Regions from separate parts of the Xenopus tropicalis genome. Here region 1 is linked to region 2. Evidence: chromatin contacts called from public Hi-C data. All regions are on one chromosome and are shown on one strand. Each heading gives the region's core, a stretch centred on a gene start, on an enhancer-like site or on the middle of the called end of the contact. The rest is flanking DNA. Distances are from core to core; before and after follow the strand shown. Region 1 has its middle 98 kb from the start of arglu1. Region 2 has its middle 150 kb from the start of arglu1.

Region 1 (3,539 bases), core at 384-2,883, 50 kb before region 2:
GACTGCCACAGTTTTCTGCCTTATAGCAGCATTGGTCACACCACGTGTATGCCATTACCCAAAACATCAGCGTTCTATAAAGTACATGTATGGCAGCGTTAGGCAGTATCACACATTACATTTTCTCCTGCACTTTGTTCCATAACCCATCCAATGTGACTCTAGCCTTAGGCTAGTAAATACACCAGTGGAGAAAATGCCATTTGTTGCCTTCTTAATCTTGGCACAAAAGCATTAAAGTATGTATTTATGCTGCCCCTTGTGTGTACCAGTCAGCGTACTGCAAATACAGGATGGTGGAAAATGCACTGTATGCCTCTAGCTTTATTCTCCAAAAACTTTCCCAGGAACCCCCCATGTAATTTTTGCCTCTAGATAAAGGGTATATTGATTATTTTGTTGTGATTTTTTTTCTTATTTTTTTTTTTTAACTTATATTTTCTTATTGTCTTTTTTCATGAGAAAACAAGTCAACAATGTACACTCAAGCTTACATACAGTATATCATTATGGATGCTTCTCTCCTGTAATACTATGTAAACATTAGTCCATGTAATCCTTGTCCTTATCCTTAATTAAATTATGCCAACCAATCAGCAGTCAGCTAAAGACTTGCAGTTAGAATAATGAATGCAGACATCTAATTGTTTGTTACTGGAAGTGGGGAAATTGTTATTATTGCACCCCAAAATCTAGATAACAGACAATTGGCAGTTGCTTATTCCAGCAATTAAGTTTTTATGCACATAAAAAACTGGTTGTTCAGTATAAATATTATACCAATTATAATTTATTAAACCATATAATTTGATCTTTTTTATAATAAGATGCTTTTTTATGTATATATATATTTATATATAAAATTATATATTTAAACATTTTATATGAATACATAGTGACTTTATTTTAATAACACAACAAAAAATGTATGGATTTTACAATGTTTTTTTCATACTTAATTATTGTTATTGTAGGTCATTTAGTCAGGTTCCTACTATCACTTAAAGCTTTTGACTGGTTGTAGATCATGGGATCTGTAATACAATAATGGTACAGGAAAAATCAGTAATAGTAGCTAAAATCTGTCCAATTGTTTTTTTAATCTTTTAATTCTATTGGAGGAAGAAAAGCACAAATAACCCCTCCCATGTGATCATTCCTGGTAAAGTAATTAGTAAAGAATGGAGAAAATGATTTTTCCATCACTTGACTGACATTTGAAAGAATATTTACAGTGCAACTTTCCCATACTTAACATTTGATAGACAAAGCCCTTTTACAGAAAGCAGGGGGGGTAGAAGAACATTTCAAAGTCAAACCACCAACACATTTCTCTTTTTTCTGGCTGGACTTTTGTTGCTTCAGGTGTTGCAGGAAAAACAAATCTTTCATCTGGTTTGGTCCCTAATAGCTGCAATATAGGGATCCATGTGCGCAGCTGATACTGCCTTTATAAGCAATGAGAAAAGCACCATTCATATATTGATGCACTCTCTGTAAAAAGGATTATGTTTCAATGTGTTTGAAGGACCTGAGAGCCCTTATTATTTTTGTTTGTAGAGACACTGTGGAGCAGATGAAAGCGGGCCAAACTCTGGTCTGTGCTAGCCAGTCACTGATTGCCTTTTTGTTCACTTGAAAAGCTTCCTGCTTGATTGATTTGTGATCTGAATCACTGTTTTTCCCCTTTTAGTCTATGTTTACTGAATATCTGTTACCATACTCACCAAGTGCCATTCAGGATATAGATAAACGCAGCTAAAAGATCAATGGCGGGAATGTATTCCTACTGGTAAAGTTTTGATAAGGAAAGTACCACATTGGAATAGAAGTATTTCTATAAAGGCTTCCCCAAAAACACACATATGCACCATCATTAGAGGTTTGGAGCTGTCATTTGAAGGGTTATTGGCAACATATGCTAACCCCTCTATAATTATAATACCGTCTAATTTACACAAGCTTTAATGGTTTTCTGTCACATTAGAGTCTGAAATGTTTAATATTCACACAGTTTGCATTTGTTAACTTTGCCTTAGCTAAGAATACTTTTTATTTAATAACAACAGGGTTTGGGGAGTTCTAAAAATGCCTCAAAGGCAACCATCCCAGCAGAGAGTATGGATAGGGTAAGGAAAAGGGGCAACACAAACCTGACCCTGCATTTTGTTTAATTAACTTCGCTCCTTGCCTCAAAGTGATTTCATACTGATTAGGATTAGTCATTTATTTTAAAATGCATTAAAAATGAACTTGCACTTTTCATATGTAGATGTCCATTGTGCAAGTGCAGAAAGGGAGTGTTCTGTTCACGCAATACACCCCCTTGCTGCAACATAAGGATCGCTTCTTGGTTGTTTTGCCATTAATGGAAAGAAATGTTTCCACTCACAGCTACTTTCACATTAGTAAAATGTTCCCTCTTGAAATTAGTTTGACATTTAAAAAATGATCATCCTCATTATTATTCTGCATTTACTCCAGCTTCTTGTTTTTTATCAGTAGTAATGACAAACCATTTAATGCACAGTCGGTGTATAAAGTCGAATCATTAGCTGAATAACAAGCAAGACATTTTATGAAGGCTACCTAGTCTGAAGGGTACATATGTCAACATATTATTTGCTAGAGATCTGTGTATTTCTGTTTCAGTTATTAGGCAAGACATTGCATAGAATTTAAAAAAAAAATGCTCCATGCAAAAGTTGTCATTCGAGCTGCTGAAAATCTACTGGGGGTACACAATGTAACTGAAACAACTAATGAAAAGGAACTCATATTTTAAATTACCTAAATCTGTATTAATATTTTTAGGGAGATATATAGTTTTCTTGAAACCTTCTACTACTAAGGGACTTAAAGGCAATCTGGGAACAATCCAGGCCGTGGAAGTATACATTGAATATTATGGCAACAGGCAGTTCTCCAGCTCTGTCTCGCATAGCTCTGAAATGCATCCTGTTTCGGATTCATCCTTAATATTACCTGAATAAAACACACATTGCTGTGTTTTTCCATCTTGCATACACAGTGGCAAACTTATCGATAATCTCTAGCGATCATAGTTAACTACATAGTTCATTAGGGTAATATTGATCAGCTTAAACATTGTCCCTAGCCTATAATGGGATTTTATACCTCACACCAATCATTCTTTTCAAGGACAGAAATATTAAAATCCCTAGAAGGCTTGGACAATGATAAATATCAGTTTTAATTGAACTGATAATATCCTTTTAAATTGGCAAATTTCAATATGACTAAAACTTCATTAGTGACTGAATGGTAGGAATCTAGCAGAAAACCTGTTATATATTTTAAAGCAAAAAGCACCAGTCTAATCATGTTTTTTGTAGTAATATTTTTGTCTTACAGGACTCATGGGCACAAAGATATGGTGTGGACTCATCAGGGATATCAATATTCATATTGCCAATGATACGTTTGAATAGAATCCTGAAGCATATCCTGGATTCGGTGCATCCCTAATTTATACAATGCCATCATTTCACATAGCAAAGTCATACAAATCCAAGACT
Region 2 (3,888 bases), core at 834-3,333:
AACCTATTCTGCAGCATTGTACATTAGATGGGTGTATGCTATGCACACAGGAAAGCATACCAAAAACAACTAATAACAAATACAAATAGAGAGGAGCGAATCTGTCCCAGCACAAATTTGTAAACTGTAATGAAGTCAATGGGGCATGTTTTCATGGCGACTTCTCCTGCGCAAAATACATTTGAATCTATGGTTATTTTTTTGCTGTTCCTTTTTTCACAGCAACTTTTTCTGTGCCTAATACACTCGAGTCAGGAAGCATTTTTTCAGGCAATATTTTTGCAAAAATGTGAATTTCACTCATTACTAAATACATGAGATACAGAGGGACAAGTTTAAAAGATCTTACTAATCAGGTCTTAACATAATAATCATTATTATTATTATAATAAAAGCTTACAATCTAAAAGAAAGCTTACAATGTAAATGCTCTTTAGTATAATACATATAAAGATATGGGATCCGTTATCTGGAAACCAGTTTTCCAGAAAGTTCTGAATTATGGAAAGGCCGTCTCCCATAGACTCCATTTTAAGCAAATAATTGTAATTTTTAAAAATGATTTCCTTTTTCTCTGTAATTATAAAACAGTACCTTGTACTTGATCCCAACTAAGATATAATCAATCCTTATTAAAGGCAAAACAATCCTATTGGGTTTACTCAATATTGAAATGATTTTTTAGCAGACTTATGGTATAGCAATCCAAAATACGGAAAGATCCATTATCCAGAAGGTCCCGCATTCTGGATAATAGGTCCCATACCTGTATTGCCATTGACTAGTCCCTTTCCTAAATCAAATTTATCTGCAGGTATTTGTTTGTTTTTTTTATTCACAGTGAAAACTGTCTAAATAATGTTCCTTGTCAGAGGAACCAATTCTCTATTCTCCATTTGCTGCAGTGGAACATTGCCATCTACTGGGCTTTTAGGAAGCCCTGGAGGTAACATCTACCTTGAAGAGGGTTCCCTTAGCATGTTGTTCCTACGCATGTAACTGACTTGCTACAAGTGAATCGCGCACTAATGCCATTATTGATAACATAAAAAACACTGTGCCATAAGTGACTTTGTAGCGAGTTGTAGCCTTGATGTGGAATGTCATGCCCCCAAGCTAATCACTGCATTATCTAACCTGAAGAGATCAGATCTGTATGGGTTTAACCGGCTATCTATAGTAGGAACTAGCATGGCTGCCTGTCAAGCAAAAGGATAGCTTACAAAATCCTTCTGCTGACATTCAAAGCCCTTCACTCCTCTGCTCCTCACTACATTTCTTCACTGGTCTCCCTACATGTTCCTGGTCGTCTCCTCCGCTCCTTTCAGAGCCTCCGTCTCTTTACACCATCCACACCCACTGCGCTCTCTTGTCTTAAACCTTTCTATCTCGCTGCTCCTTACCTCTGGAACGCTATCTCTGAATCCCTCCGTAGGGAAAACTCACCCACTCTCTTTAAGAAAAAACTCAGCTGTTATCTTCTGGAGCACTAAGACATTATTTTGCCCAGTCCTGCGCTTAAGGGCAAATGCCCATACCTGATGCACTCTTACCTTCCAGTTTGTGCCTGTATGTTACCCAACCACTCAGATTGTAAGCTCTACGGGGCAGGGACCTCCGTCCTACTGTGTCTCATACCACATGGCACTTATATATATATATGTTTACATATATGTATTTATTGTATTTATTTATTATATCACTTGTCCTCCCTGTGTGTAATTTTGTACTCTGTAAGACTGTACAGCGCTGCGTACCCTTGTGGCGCTTTATAAATAAAGTTATACATACATACATACATACATGCCAAGGATGACTGTTTTGTCATCTTTTCGATATTTTTATCTTTTAGATCACATGAAAATATATTTCCAACTGCAAAGATCTCCTCCTAAGTACATGTGGTTAGGCTGACTACATCACATCATGCATGAGTGAGTAGCTGACTATTAGCAATTTAACTGGAACTATCCCTTTTATAACCTTACAGTAATGTCATGAGTTATTTTACTGTTAAAGCATCCGGCTTTGAAGTACTGTTGGGAAATGTTCTGTTGTTTCATTATGAGGAGTATTCATTTGCAAATCAGTCAGCAGGCAGTAAAAACATTGAAAAATCTGCATAACAAAAACATCCTCTAAAGAAATGTAAATCTTTGAGGGAGCCTGGTTTCACACCCTCAAGGATACCCATGGGGCAGAGCTCAGATTTCAAGCATGGGTCTCTGCAGCCAAGGAGACATATCATTTACTCTACACCTCCAGTGTCTAAATGCTGCTCAAATTAAAGGTTAATTGTTATTGAAAGTAAATTAAACCATTAACCATTGATAGAGATCACCTGATATCATAATGCAAAGGGCATGCATTACTTTGATCAGAACAAAACAGAATAAAGTTTTAGCCGCAGTAACAGCAAAGCACAAGGTTGTGTCTGAATACCAGTCACTTCCCTAAGGTCACAATCCTGCAGTGCTCTTATGGGACAAGTGCGGTGGTCATAAATCCCCCTACACTGTCTGTTGCAGATTCATATCCATAAAAAACACTCTGCATATGACAGACTCTGGCTGTGACTGACAGGTGCCACTCGGGATCACTAGTATGGGGCCTAGAACTTATCGGCTGAATAAAATTTGCCCATGAAAAATCCAAGGCCAAGAAATGCTTCCATCTAATATAGGTCCCACATTATTATAAGTAATACAAAGTAGCTATAACAATAAAATTGTGGCCTCACAGAGCAATAGTTTTTTGGCTGCTGGGATCAATGACCCCAATTTGAAAGCTGAAAAGAGGCAGAAGAGGAAAGCAAACAATTCAAAAATTATAAAAAAATAAATACCAACTGAAAAGTTACTAGGAATAAGCCATTCCATAATATACTAAATGTTGAAGGTGAACTACCTCTTTAAATAAGAAACTTTACATTTTCATCATGGGGGGGATGAAGAGATGGTTGAACACTCTACTCATGTCTCTATATTTTGGGCATAAAAATGGGAAACATAACAATGTAGAGATAAGGTAATGCTTGGTGAAACATGAGATGGACATAGCACATTTAATTTCACTAATATGGTAATTTCATTAGTTTACAGAGAGGGTGGTCTCTTATTTTGCACTTCACATGGTCTTTTTCTGTAGTAAAAGAAAGTGAGTGGAATCCCAAAGTAAGCTGTTTACTGTGCAGAGAGGGAATGAGTGATTCACAATGATGTAGATGACAGATGCTAAGAATTAAGCCAGTAATTCTAAGAACACAAACACTGATTTGCCTCATCACAATATTATTAAAGGTGTTTTTCTAAACATTCACTGCCTAAGAGCCAGGTGCTCTACTGGGCAAACATACTAAGATTTCACCCATTGAAAGCTAACTGTGTTCTGCTCAAGTTACAAATAACATACCTCTGGTCTTAAGTGAGATCAAAAAGAATACCTGTTGGTAGCAATTTACACCAAACTAAACAACTTCATCTACATTTCTATTCATGCACCATAATGCAATACTGCATGTTATTCTAAACATGATTCTTCTTCTGTTTAAATGAATAGCCCTCTCCATGCTTAGAATTGTCTAACACATTTATTGGAGTATATTTTCTTTACCTTCATGGATGAAATAGTGGATCATTGTTCAAAGGCAGAAGCTACCCATTGGTGATTATGGCTGCAGTGAACAAATAAGGGTCAATGTCGCTATAATACGCAATTTATTGTGGCATTGCCTTCAGGAAAGTTGTAGCATACATTTCCAGCTGTCAGAAAAAATTATAAGTATATATATATATATATATATAATATAGAATAATATAGAATGTCAAATAAAGCAGGGCACTCACAGGACTTAAAAGTAAAAATATGGGGGAAAAAAAAAATATGACT

Evidence for each region. A called contact is a pair of places that touch in the nucleus more often than the background predicts.
Region 1: a contact with region 2 is called in a Hi-C map of neurula embryo, with 2.5 times the contacts expected there. The contact joins two enhancer-like sites. A contact is called at or near these places in 2 of 5 Hi-C or Micro-C datasets (neurula embryo and tailbud embryo).

Annotation. Positions count from the first base shown.
Region 1 is chr2:118,348,530-118,352,068 of UCB_Xtro_10.0, reverse strand. No RefSeq gene overlaps it. Among named protein-coding and RNA genes, the nearest start is that of arglu1, 98 kb to the left of the region's middle. Within about 2 kb of position 1,633, at least 2 of the 11 cell types and tissues checked have an H3K27ac peak or open chromatin away from gene starts, as enhancers often do. A contact at or near this core is called in neurula embryo, where this site is marked.
Region 2 is chr2:118,299,001-118,302,888 of UCB_Xtro_10.0, reverse strand. No RefSeq gene overlaps it. Among named protein-coding and RNA genes, the nearest start is that of arglu1, 150 kb to the left of the region's middle. Within about 2 kb of position 2,083, at least 4 of the 11 cell types and tissues checked have an H3K27ac peak or open chromatin away from gene starts, as enhancers often do. A contact at or near this core is called in neurula embryo, where this site is marked.